2 separate regions of the Mus musculus genome follow, and region 2 is linked to region 1. Evidence: chromatin contacts called from public promoter capture Hi-C data. All regions are on one chromosome and are shown on one strand. The core of a region is the stretch at or near the end of the contact, and the rest is flanking DNA. Distances in the headings are between cores, read along the strand shown. Region 1 holds the start of Ica1 (islet cell autoantigen 1). Region 2 overlaps Umad1 (UMAP1-MVP12 associated (UMA) domain containing 1).

Evidence for each region. Promoter capture Hi-C pulls out the DNA fragments that hold promoters and counts their contacts.
Region 2: a promoter capture Hi-C map of second pharyngeal arch cranial neural crest shows a contact between it and region 1, with 2.6 times the contacts expected there. The contact joins the enhancer-like site here to the promoter of Ica1 in region 1. A contact is called at or near these places in 6 of 39 promoter capture datasets (the C10 cell line, the HPC-7 cell line, cranial neural crest and 3 more), 3 of 115 datasets of contacts at active chromatin or transcription factors (bone marrow-derived macrophages and embryonic stem cells) and 2 of 9 other capture datasets (adipose tissue and liver).

What each region holds. Positions count from the first base shown.
Region 1 is chr6:8,774,219-8,780,920 of GRCm38.p6, forward strand. Ica1 (islet cell autoantigen 1) reads right to left here and starts at 4,266. Exons shown (of 14, transcript NM_010492.3): 1 at 3,854-4,266.
Region 2 is chr6:8,347,349-8,354,568 of GRCm38.p6, forward strand. The region is part of intron 2 of Umad1 (UMAP1-MVP12 associated (UMA) domain containing 1); the gene reads left to right. Among named protein-coding and RNA genes, the nearest start is that of Gm46952, 5.4 kb to the left of the region's middle. Within about 2 kb of position 5,428, at least 91 of the 459 cell types and tissues checked have an H3K27ac peak or open chromatin away from gene starts, as enhancers often do.

The DNA.
Region 1 (6,702 bases), core at 3,016-5,515:
ACTCCTGCAAGATTATCTTTTATGATTTATTACAGGGAAGCCACGTCCATGAGATCTCAACAATATGGTGGAAGCCTAAACAAGACCCAGACAATGACAACATCAGGTGACAAGCCAGTGTGCACAGAGGATATCTCACAAGACCCTGTCCTTAAATGAAGAGTTACAGGCAATTAATGACGTCAGAGAGAGAGAGAGAGAGAGAGAGAGAGAGAGAGAGAGACTTAGTTTTCCTCAGTCCTCTGGTTGATTATTCAATATCACGTGGTCATCCCTAAATACATACATATAAGCAACACTAAGTGGATTCAGTATATCTATATATGCATGTGTATATATATGTATGTACATATAGACATATACATATATATGTACCTATATGTATATATTGATATATACATGTGTATATATATGTGTATATGTAACTATCATAATCAAAAGTAAATCAGTGCATGCAAGGATATGGGAGTTGTTGAGATAGGAGTTAGCTAGGGAGTAAGTATGATCAAAAATACGTTTTACAAATTTCTCAAAGAATGAATACATTTATCTCATTAAAGAAAGAAAGTCAACTTAGAGGATACAGAGCATGGCAGAGCAGGGCTTCTCACCTCATGATATCCAGGATGCAGAAAGAGGGAGGGACCAGAGAAGAGGCAAGACCTGATACATGTGCAATCCTGAAAGGTATGTCCCCATTACCTCTTCCAATCAGATCCTTCCACTACTGCCTTCAGATTATGAGTCCATTGATCAGCTAATCCATGGATAATGTCAGATAAGGTTAGAGCTCTCATGAGCCAATCCATTCCCTAGATCCCATCTTTGAACACTTCATTGGTGACCAAGCCTTCAGCATGTGAGCCTTTGGGAGAGGTTTCTTCACAGGCTCCAACCCTGCTGGAACTGAAATTCAAAGCCCGAGAGCTCTCTGTACTCTTCCTTGGTACAGATGTGGTTGTAGAATGAAACACAGTGGATCAAGAACCAAGAAAAGTTAGAAAAGGTTTCACCTCTCTCAGTTGTGGGGTGTGAGGTTACAGTCGGCAGATTCTGGATAGGCGCGCAGGGTAATAAGGCTCATAAACTGTAACCTATCCTCCTCCCTTGATCACACATCTCTGTACCTGATAACAGTGAGATATCTGGGAGCACTGGGCAGCACTATTGTCGATGCCTATCTTTTGGCTTCCAGATGCCAGGATCGCCTGGTACAGTGGGGACATGTTTCCTGATTCGGATGACCTATCATCTTCCCCACCCTCTCCTGTGGGTTTCTGTAACACGGAGTTCATGTTCAATACGAGTTTTCTCTACTAGATCTTGTCACAGTTGTCACACACCAGTGACCCCCTCCCACTAATAAAGCTGCTTCCACCTGGAGAAAACAGTGTACTTGTACCATCAGATACACTGAAAATGGTCACGTTGAAGATTTTCTACTGGAGAACAAGATTTAGTGCACTTTTCATAAGTTTAGATACCGAAGTGAAGATGCTATGTACCACAGCTTGCTACTTGGGTCTACCAGATGGAGGAAGGGCTATAAAATCATAGGCAATTACCAGCTGGTGTCTTTAGCTTTCAGTGGAGAATCAAGGGTCAGTGATCTATTAATCTCAGGTTTCTCCACTTCTTACATGTAGCAGAACTCTGTAGTTTAACTGCTATGTTTTCTTAAGATTCATTTTTAATAACATTGAACCATTTTCCTAAGAATAAGAAATGACATTATAAAATAACATTTCCTTCAATCTGAACACATGAACTGGGCTAACACCGAATGTGTTTGAGAGACTATAGATCATACCCTTGCTTTGACCCTATAGTAGTCTCTAGAAAGATGTTTTTTAAATAAAAGCTCATAGAACCTCTATGGCTGTTCCCTGAGAGGCTCGACCAGCACCTGACCAATGCAGATGCAGATACTCACAGCCAACCATCAGGCTGAGCCTGGGGACCCCAATGGAAGAGCTAGAGGAAGAACTGAAGGAGCTGAAGGGGATTGCAACTCCATAGGAAGAACAATATCAACTACCTGAACCACCCAGAGCTCCCAGGGACTACACCACCAACCAAAGAGTACACATAGAGGGAGCCATGGCTCCAGAAACACATATAACAGAGGATGGCCTTTGGGACTTATCAATGGGAAAGGAGGCCCTTGGTCCTGTGGAGGCTTGATGCCCCAGTGTAGGGGGATGCTAGAGCAGTGAGGTGGGAGTGGGGGAGTGGATGGAGGAGAACCTTCATAGAGGCGAAGGTGAGGGGGAAGAGGGGGGATGGGGGGCTTGTGGAGGGGTAACCGGGAAGGGGGATATCATTTGAAATGTAAAGGAATAAAATGATTAATAAAAATAAATAAATACATACAAATAAAAGCTGAGACCTAAAAAGGATCAGAAACAATTCAGAGTGGGCAGGGAGATGGCGGGGCAGGCAAAGGTGTTTAGGGTACAAAGTTGGCAACCTGAACTGAACACCAGGAACCTATGTAGAGGTAGAGGAGGCAACCAAAGCCACAGAATTATTATTCTCTGACCTTCACATGTGGGGCATGCAAGTGTTCACACATCATGCACAGCAGACATGTGTGTGTGTGTGTGTGTGTGTGTGTGTGTGTGGTGTGTGTGTGTATGGTGGTGTGTGTATGTGTGTGTGTGTGTGGTGTGTATGTGTGTGTTGAACAAAGGGTAAGAAACATTTTGGAGTGTGAATTTCATAATCGTGTCCTATTTTATTCCCTAACTTCTGAGCGGTCAAGATGTCAGATTTAAACCAGAGGATCATGGGAGCCAATCTGAGAGACTGCCGATATAAACACTCACACATGCAGTAAGTTATCGCTTAAAGAACCATAATGGTCAGCAAATACTCCATGTGTCTTCCTCCATTCATAACCATTTTCAAACCAGCTGGTGATGTCTTTTCCAGGTCCATGGAATGTTTAGTTAGCAGCTGCTCAGGTTGATGGATAAACCCTTCTTGTGCTAGATTCAATGCTATCTAAAAATGGAGAATATAGTCTCATTTCTAGACCTTAATGCCCACCAAAAGACCCCAAACGTTATTCACGGATATGGCACGTTAAAGGCTCCAAAGAGTGGTTCAGAGGCTTTGGAACCCTACAAGTCAAAAGATAGTGTGAAGGTTAACGGGGGAGCCGCTTGGGAGAAAGACTGGCATAACAGGATATTACTTTCAGAGGAAACAGGAGCTGCATCAAGCCTGGGCCAGGAAAGGCGGAGTCAGCAGCGCAGCACCCAAAGAAACCCCGCGTGCCAGGGTTTGCAAGAACGTGGCGTGCTCAGTGACTCTTCCTAGCCCGCAGGGGCCAACCACAGGCCTCCTGGCACCAGTCATTACAAAAAAGGTACCCATCGGCTCTTAGCAGTCCCTGCCAAAGACTAGCATAGGAGGAACGGCAAAAGTAAACGTCAGATACCGCTGCAGGTGAACTTGTCAACAAGTCAGCTCTAGACGAAAATCCCAGTCCAGAGGGGACCTGGGAGGAAGGGAAGGGTAGGCCAGCACCGGCTTGGGTATGGGCGCAGGTGCTCTCTGGTTTCCCTCCCGCTCCCTGGGGGCTGACGCACGCTCCTAGGGCGCGCGCATCCTCCACACATCCAGGCCCGAGGGAGGATCTGCGGGAGGGAAGAGGATGATGCTCCTCCCGCACCCGATGGGGGGGTGGGTGTGTGGATGAGGTGACCCGCCTGGAACCCGTAGCCCGCAAAGGGCAGTAGAGGCGGCCTTGGCTTGGCGCCCCCGACCACCCGGCCACCCGGGCGTCTCCCACTGCAGCATGCAGCCCGCCCGGCCCGCCCCCGCCCCGGCCCTGGAGGGCAGGTACCTTGGTGCTCCGGCCCCCAGGAGCCTCCCGGCGGAGATCCTAGCGTCCCTCCAGCTCCCTGCGCCGACGTCAGCGTCAGCACTGGCGAGGGAAGGGGCGGGGAGCGCAGGAAGCGGTCCTTCCTGCAGCGGCCGCCGCCAGCCGGAATAGCAACGCGGAGCCGGTGCGCGCCGCAGCGCAGCGCGGCGGCCCGAGCCGGCGCCCTCCCCTCCGCCAGAACCCGCCGCCTCCCTTCCTGCGGGGACAGCGGCCACTCTCTGCAGGACCCAGGGATCCTGGTGGGGGAGGGCGGTGGTCTCACCTGGTTTGGGGCGGATCAAGGATGAGAGGACCGAGTGTCCCTCTCTCTACTCCCTGGGGTTTTCCCGTGACCCCCATGTCTAGGGTATCTGGCGTTTGGACCTGCTGCCAGAGATGACCCCGCCCCTGCTCCCTAGCAGGTGTTCCACGTGTCCATAGCGTTCGCGTCACAATGACCTGTCTACAGGTGGCTGACGCCTAGAACACCTCAGAGTTCCTTCCTCGGTTTGTGTAAAGGGTGCGTGCTACTTTATAGAGTTTGGTTACTTGAATGGACAGGAGATTTCGTGAGGTCAGTGCCAAAACAAGTAGGTTTGCATCTGGAGTCCAAATTTGGGCTTAAAGGCTAAAAAGGCAGTGTTAAGAAAACAGCTGGGTATGTATTTACACACTTTTTTTTAATATCCATATGCCATATCAGTCACCTATACTTACTTTAGACAGTGTTTCATCTCTTCTTATCCTTTGTCACAAAACACAAACCTCAGTTTCTGGAGTACCTTGCATATCACAGGAGAGGGATATCAAATAATGGTTCCCAATGCTGTCTATACTGATAGAGATACTGGGCTCACCCCTCCTTCGATGTCATAGAGAAGTTTGTTGAATGATCACTGCTAGGAACAGCTAGTAGGTGGAAAGAAAAATTACTTAGTAATAATGCAAACAAGCCAGAAATCCACAGCTAACATAAAAGGGTTGTTTCCTGGGTGCCAAACCAATACTGTGTCCTTCACACTGAATTTTTTGATGGCCCAATATGGTGGTTAAAATTATCCCCGTTTTAAGGGTGAAGATACCGTAGCTCAGAGTTCCCTACGGAAGACTGGTGGATCTGATAGCCTTGGCATGGCTCAGTAGTGAAGAACCAGGGTTGAACCTAGGGTTGTCTGAACCAAGATTTAACCTGAGGAGAGAGTGGGGTTTAAAGCATGGTTAGGGATAACTCAGTGGCTGAACACTTACCTAGCATGCACAAAGCCCTGGGCTTGGTCCCTAGGAAAGCAAAGTAAGAAAAGTGTCCAAACATAGAAAGAAATGCTAATTTCTTCTAACATCAGAGGTACGCTGAAGGGCCAAATTTCCCTTGACTCATACCAGTCTTCATACCAGTCGCAATTTATTAATTACATGAAAATATAAGAATTCCACTCACTTATCAAAGATTGGTTTTGAGGCAAATGCATTTTTTTTTTTTTATAAGAAAGCCAGTGTCTGATGTGTTGAAAGTGTCCCCTAGAAGCATAGTTCACTGGGACCTAAGCTCTGGAAAGAACAAAGAAGTAGATTTACAGAACCATTTAAGGGCTAAGGCAGACACCTTGGCCAGAAGTCTGAGAGCCTGTCAGTCACAGAGGCTGAGTTTAGCCTTCAAAGACAGTACCTGCCATCGAAGAACCCACAGGATGAAAGCAGGGTCTGGCCAGTGTGAACAGAATCCCCCTAGCTCCCAGAGACTTTAAGAGCACACCTTAAGTGATGTCTTATTCATTTATTTAATTTGTTTTTTTGAGGCATGTTCTAGTTGTGTAGCCCAAGTTGGACTGGAACCAGAGATCCTCCTGCCTGGGATGGATGCTGAATGGTTAGATGATAGGATGTCCTCCCATGCATAGCTTTAAGTGACTTTTCTTCACCTCCAGCCTTGTTCTAGTGCTTAGGATAGGATTTGAGGAAGAAAATAGTTCTGCTCATCCTACATCACCCCAGGGTACTTTTACCTTTCCACTAAAAAAATTCTCTCCTCCTGGACTGGAGAGATGGCTCACAAGTTAAGATCACTGGCTACTCTTCCAGAGGACCTGGTTTCAATTCCCAGTGCCCACATGGGGGCTTGTAGCCATCCATAGCTCTAGTTCCAGGGGATCCAACACCTTCTTTTGACCTGCATGGGCACCAGAGTACACAAACATACATGCAAGCAAAACATCCACATAACAGAAATCAATATAAAAAAGTAAAAATTTCTCTCTTTTTACAACACTTCCATTAGTTTCTAGGTGATCTGTTGCTTCATCTTGCAGAGCGTGTTCAAGGCGCCAGTGAAAATTGGGACCAAAAAAAGGATGGTTACTGGATGGTGGGATCTGAAATTAGAATCAAAATGCAGATTCAGAGGTGAACAGAACAATGAACTTCTTCATAGGAAATACTCCCTCTGGATTCGAGGTGTGGCTGATGGGACTGTAGGGTTAGAGACCTTTCGAGGCTATTGATAACATGGATTCTAGAGAACAGTGGGCCAATTCCAAAAGTCTGTTTCCTTCCCTTAGAAAGTGGGAGCTAGGCCTTAGTATTAGCTACTTTTCTTGTTGCTGTGACATAGTAACTTAAGAGAAAAGCAACTTGAAGAAAAGTTTACTAGAGTTTGTGGTTTAATGGGGTAAGGTATAGCAGGCTAGGGAAGGCATGGCAGCAAGAATGTGAAACAGCTGGTCATATGACTCACAGGAAGGGAGAGAGAGAGAGAGAGAGAGAGAGAGAGAGAGAGAGAGAGAGAGAGAGAGAGAGAGAGAGATTTTTGGATCCCAGCCCCTAGAGTCATTCTT
Region 2 (7,220 bases), core at 4,178-6,677, 430 kb before region 1:
AGTGTTTATAATCTGGACCTCAGTGTACACATTCAGGAACCATTCAAATGTCTGTGCCAGAGGACCTGCCCTTTTTCTTAGCAATGGTTTTGATGTAGGTGTCTAGATTTTCTCTTTATTTCTGAAGCTGTCTTGCTGCTTCCTGTGAAATCACTTCCATCCTTCTCCGTTATGTCCCCTCTGCCCTGTCTCAGCCCTGACACTTGCCCTCCATCACTGCCTACTGAAGACACTTACTTGCTCCAGTTCTCAGTGTCACTTTTAAGAATGAATAAATCTGATGTATTAGCTTTTTGCCTGTAAAATATGAAGTCATATTCCCAGTATTCCTTTCCCAGTTCCAAAAACACATCTTTTTTCAAATATACTTTAATTGACTAAAACCCTGAATTCTGTTCCCTGTTGTTCATATTCTGCCTCTGACCACTTTGTTCTTTATGTAGCTGTTTTCCTGCACTAGCCATAGTCTTCATCTGGCCTCGGGATCTTTCTCTCAAAATGTTCTTTAGTTCCTAGTATAATGTTCCGATCCTGAATACTAATGATATTTAGTTAAACCACACTATTGCTAATTTAGAAAAAGTTCCAATTTAGGTTAAATTTATGTTTCTGATATTTTCTTATTAAAGTACTTATGAAAATGATTTTAATAAGTACAATAATTTTTGTAACAATACTAAAGCCCTGAAACTGCTTTTTAATATTGCTTTAATACTAACATGCCCTTATTTCAGTTGCACCTTTAAACCTTTCTGGAGCTCCATTTCTATGTCAGGTGCTACCTTAGGCCTATAGTGAGGATTATAAGTTCATGTGACCTTAAGAAACTCACATTTTTGTTCTAAACATTAATTTGTAAAATACATGTGTTTAATAAATATGTATTGAACTCCAGTTCTATGGTAAGAATTAGATCAAGGCATAGGGATATAGGTATAGTGAGCCAGACAAAAAGGAAAAGGATAAAAAAAAGTCCCTGCCTCCATCTTTACATGGCTTTCCATGTCTCAAGGAGACAGATCACTAACCAGCAGTAAAAATGTAGAATCTGTGTAACTTACCGGAAGAGCAACCCAGACAGATAACAGGTTAGCTTTACTCTTAAAAGACAGGGCAGTAAAAGGGGGTTTCTAGCTAAAGGAAGACCTGGAATTCTTTCAAGCTTATTGGCTCAGCACATAAGTATCTGAACTGTTGAAAATAAACACCCTCCAGCAAACCACAGAAATGAGTATTCTTTTCATATTTAGTATCTTTGGGATTTTTTTCCTTGGACTACACTTACTAATTGTTAGTCAAGGAACTAACTGTCATGCATATGAAAATGCTGGAGTCTATGGTACTTTGGGGCATGCTTTTATGTTGGAGTCACATTAGAACCCAGACATAGTAGCCGTGACTGATGGGCTAGGACATGGGGTTGGATGGAAAAGCACTGCAAATAAGCAGCAAAAGCTACTTGCCCATTTTTCTCCCAGGATATATACACGTTAATCCAATCAATTAAAAATATATATTGACACAAGTTACTGTTTCTCCCAGGCATGCACAGTAGCATACTATTTGTTTCTTAAATCTGCAGTCCAGCAGTTTATATTAGGAAATAAAAATTTTATTGTTTGACATTGAAGTTTGTCTGATTAATAAGCTAATATTACCTCAAATTTCAAACTTTCTTATAAAAAAAAAAAAACCATGAGATTTCATGCACCTCAGAAATAGTATACCAGGTACAAGTCTAGAGGGCACTTGATGTTACCCTTGTAATAAAAGAATTCCAGAGCCTTCTAATGTCTATGTCTATAACTACTTCTTGTTGAATTATTATCCTGAATGTTGCATGTGCTGGCTTGATTGAACATGCAGCCTTCTTTAGGAAATCAATAGGTTCTCCAGTTTTTGGTTTTGGTTTTGTTTTCTCCTGATACTGTGACTGGCTAGCACTGGGACTAAACACAGTTCTTCACTTAAACACAAAGGTATTGTTGCTCTAAAAATTAGCCCCATATTTTATTCTCCAACAACTGTGCCTTTGGTCATTTGTATAAGATGTGGATGGTTCGTGCTAAGTCACAGTGCTCGTTTATCTGAGACTGTAAGATCCTGCCATGGTCCAGCTGCAGATCTAGATGTTGGTGACACTGGTGAGCTCAGCAGAAGCCCTCACCTTCTCCAGTGAGGTTTCCATCCTACTCATTCCTGTAGCCTCCAGCCTGGGGAAAGGCAGACCCTCAAAACAAGCCCAGTCTTTTGAAATTTTTCTACCCAGGAGATGCCATGAGGGTGTGGCCCCAAAGACAATTTCTACTATGTTTTGTGAATGTGAGCATTCCAAGAAATTAAGTTCTTAGCTTAAAATAGGCTTAAACATTATGCATTCCTAAGCTCGTTTACTTTGGTCTCAAGTGTGGAAATGCCTGAAAGCAGCATTTTTATACAGTTTGATGAACATCTTTCAAGGAATCCTCCATGGCTGGCATGGCTTCTGTAGCCCACTAAGCAGCTCCAGGCCACACTGGCCTCAGCAGCCAGCACCACTTCACAGCACTGAAGTTTATACTTCGGGCTAAATGCTTTTCCTTATGACTTTAATCCTCAAAGCAGCTTTTGAGGTAGACACTGCTGTTATGCATATTCTATAAGAAGGTGCTGAAAAGACCTAGCTCGCCCTGCGTTGCAGCAGTGTAAGAAGTGAGGCTGTGATGAGACCTGAGCATTCTGGCTCTGGCTCTACCCACCGCCTCTCACTCCTGTATACTTCTGGGCCTTTTCATGGCTTGACACTACATTCCATTAGATATATAAATACCAGCCTCTTCCCCTCACCACACCTTCTTTTTCATTATGAATTTCCCTCTTACTATAAAGCTGTTCTTAGAAATGTATTTTTATTTTTGGTTGCAATCTCAGAAGGTAAGAGACTTTGAACTCATTTTGATTGGGTCCTATATTCTGTTTACGTAGTTGTTTACTTATTTTCTGTTTCGTTTACCTAGTACTCTTATAATAAGTTTAGCAAATTTAAGTGAAAATTTATCATTGGCTACAAAACTACATTTTTCCGTACCTCAGGAAACAGTGGAATAGCCTTTCTGAAACAGTGAGAGCCTTTGTCTCTGTGAAGAAAATGGATACAACCTCCGCCCTGATCTTTTAGAAGAGATTTCCTAAATTCTCACCAGATGTATTAGAAGGGTACTCTGGGTTGAATCTCCCCAGTTCTCCTGTGTGTGGTTTGCTTTCTGCAATATCATCCCTGGACCACCACTTCTTCCCATGAGCTTATGCTCTCTTCTCCCCTCGTCTAGTCGGCTCTTCTCCATAATCAATAGTTTATAGTGTACAGACTTTGTATGCAACTTATTGACCTACTAGCAAGTTGGCTGCAACTAATGACATTCATTGTAGAATATCCCTTTTGTTCCATAAAGAATAAAGGAAGATGAAGAAAAGCAGATGAGGTACATGGAAATAAATTTGTATAAAGGAAGTTGCATGTCCATGATAACTTAGCATGTTCTTTATGGCCGCAAAATAAAATCAGAAGAGGGTGAGGAAATTGGCCTAATAGATATAGCTGGGACTAGAGAGACTGAAACTTGGTACCAATTATAGGGGTAGCGAATGAAGGTGATAGAGACTAGGAGGCAGGTTTGGGAGAGACTGCTAATGAACTGAAAAGAAAGCACAGTGCATGGTGATTCACTGCCATTGTGAACATGCACAGAAGCAGGGCTAGTTCTGCCGAGAGATAAGGAGGGACTGTGGAAAGCACTAAGGTTAACTGCCACGGAGACGTGGACCAAGTAAATAGTCAGCAGGCTGGAATGGATGGCCTTGTAACCCAAGAAAAGGTTTGTCTTTAGCAATTGCTTTTATAGTCAGAATTGTGTTGGTATATTCTGAGTTACAGTTTTGGCTAAGATCCCCTAGAGATGAGTAAGAAAGTCTAGCCCTAGAGAGAGTAACAGGAAAGTGGAGAAGAACCACAAAGAAGCCTGAAAAACACCCACAGAAAAATATGGCCAATACAAAGTATATATGTGTGTTCTGTGTGTAGCTTTGGCAGTTTTTAAAGATTTTCTGAGAATTACATAGCCAACTTCCTACAAACTATGACCAAACTATATGTATTCCTTAACTATCTGTTGCATTGTCTTATTCCCAAGTCTCAGTTACAACTGCCATCATTAGTGACCCATAGTTAACAAGAACCATCTTTGCCTAAGCATATACAGCCACCATTTCAGGAAAGAAACACTTTGTAAATGAGAGTCTGGAAAAGTTATTTGTTAGTAGGTGACATATGGAGGGCTGGGTGACAGCATGGTTAAAGGTACAATCACTCTAGCAGACAGGATGTTGTTTTCACAGGAAACCTGTTTATTAAATCAGGAGATTATTGTCTTGTATGAGAAAGGGATTGTCGCATGCAACAGTGTTCCTGCTGAAGTGAAAGGTCATACATGTGCTCACGTGTTAGATTTACATTTCACTGCCACACACACTTTTTCCAGTGAAAGAGGTTACATCCTTAGCCTTACACACCACACACACACACACACACACACACACACACACACACAGACACACACACTGGGAGGATTGGGGGAGACAGACATACAAATAGACTTGAGGGTAGGGTTTTAAAGCAAGGAACGTATCCAGACCATGGAGAGGGTGGCTGATAGTAGCCACAGTCCACTTAGGTCCACTTAAGGTCCCCACGCTCAGGAGGAGGAAATGGTGCCCCAGGGTCCCTACTCAATGCACATGTACGAAGAGATCTTAGAACTTACATCTGTAAATTACTGTACACTTAGATGACAGTCTTTGTTTTCTCAGTATATGTATTTGTACAGTATCTCATGTTTGTAAATATATATGATTTATATAAATTAAAAGAGGCATGAGCTCTAAAGTGTTTAAATTACTGTGTGTGTGTGTATGTGTGATTAAAATATACTTTGGAGTTTCCAACTTAAATCATAGCGACTCTTTGACTGTAGTAAATAAATTGGGACACACAGAAGCTTTTAAACACAAATTGTTCTGCCATCTCAGTGTACAGTAATTTACAGATGTGACCTCTAACCACTTTACCTGTCAGATATCGGGCAATTTGGTTGCAAAATGCAGATATATGCCTCAACCTTATTTTTATATCCTGGTTCTTAAGGAGCCCACTAAGCACCAGTTCACAAGCCCTTGCTGTCCCCTTTGTGAGCATGCTGAGGTTTCTCATGGACTACCTAATGTCTCCCTGCATACAGTACGTTCCGTGCAGTCATCCTTTAGTCACAGGCAGTTTAAGCTGTTAAATAGTATCTTGCTTTAAAAGGTAGGCTGATGGAGTTTCTATCTGCTGGTACATCTGGTAAGTTAATATATACAGTCTGTGAGTATCCTGCAGGGACCTGTTTTTACATGCATACCGGGACGTTTATGTAGAAATCAAAGGCCATGAGTCAGAAGAACACAACTCTTGTTTCCAGCGTACTGGAGGCTTAAAAAAATTGGCTTTGAAAAATTGAAAGTCGTGTGGTTTGTTTTTATTGTGGAACCGATCAGGAAGAACAATTTACAGTCATTGCCATTCTTCACAGCTGAATGGAGTAGAGGTGCCCGCCTCGGGAACTGCAGCAGCTGCACCCGTCTCTCTGGGCTCACAAAAACATTGGCTTTTTAATCGAGAACTTTAGATGGCGGGCTACAGTTTGTTTTCATGATGGAAATGGTCAGTTGTGCCTTACCAGACAGCTGTAGTGTAATTAAGAAAAACTGTGTGAAAGTGGATTAAATATAACAGAAAAGACCCTAAAGGGGGGGAATTTCATCTTAAATGTATTCACTTTTTTTCCTTCCATGCATAAAAGTGGAGCTATCAATATAATTTCTACACAGTTTTTTCTGCTCTGCAGTATTATTTAGCTCTAGGAAACATGTGGCACTCTGCTACAGTGTTTGTTTCAAGATGGTTTAACTTCTGAAAGATGTACCTTCAAAATACCATGTATAGTAGGAATTTTACAGTTCTGTTTCTGTCGACTTTAATGTGTTTAAGAATTCAGTGATCTTCTGTAGAACCAAGTTGAGTCAGCTTTTTAGACTCACTTCCTAAGCAGGCAGCAAAGCATTCTGCTTCTTGAGATTCATAACTCTGAAAAGTGAGAGGTTACATTTGTTCCCGATGAATTGGAGCACTGCGATAAGCTAGGGAAGAGGGACTGGCTGCAGGGAACCCTCGAAATCAGGCTGTCAGCTGACTTTGTAAAGCATACCCTTATTTTATGCAGCAGACTTTGGAATAAGAATAGAAATGCCTTAATTTGCATCACAGTCTACAGTAGTGAAATAACTGTCCCAAGGTCGGGGGGAGCTGAATTAGAAAACTGTTGTGTGCACAAATAAGCAAGATTGGGGTTAGGCAGTCATTGTGTGTTTTTATCCTGGTTGCCCAACACTAAAATACAAAGTTTCACCCTTGACAGAATAGAGGTGCCAGCTGTAGGTTTCTTGGAAGATTTTATCATAGGCTGATGATGTTTATGCAGACACGCTCAGACTCCAGTGTAGTTGGGATTTGGGACCCTCAGATGGCGAGAGGATGGGAGATGGTCAGGCTACTGCCACTCTTGAGTCTTTCCCTGCAAGAGGCGTGCTAGGCAGACTTCACAAGAAACTGAGGGTAGTAAAGGAAGAACTGAGCGGCCGCTTCCCTCTCAGCCTCACACTGCTGCTGTCCAGATTCCTGTCCCCTACCACAGATCTCAGGAGAAAACAAAGAATCGGGTCGAGTTATCCTAAATGGCAAGCGATGGCTGCAGCTTGAGAGGTTTGTTTGCTTGTTTGTTTGTTTTCCTGTACGCAAACTGAACCCTGATGTTTACCAAACTCTTCTTCTGCATCTTCGGAGCCTGCAGCTTCAGATGCTGGTGAGGGCATCCCTATGGACACTGCGTCTGCAGAGCACAGGCAATGGCTCAGAAAGGACATGGATGCGTGGAGGACTCAAAGCTATGAAGGAATTGGCTGAGGCACATTTTCAGCTAAGACCTGCAGGGAATGTATAAAGAGAAAGCAATATGATACAGTAAGAGAATTAACTGGAAATTCAAATGAGGAAAAAAATCTAGATTCAAGGCCCTGCTCCTGAACATTCCGGACAAGCCATTCTCTAGGACTCGATTTGTTCACGTGTGAAGTGAAACCTGTTGTAC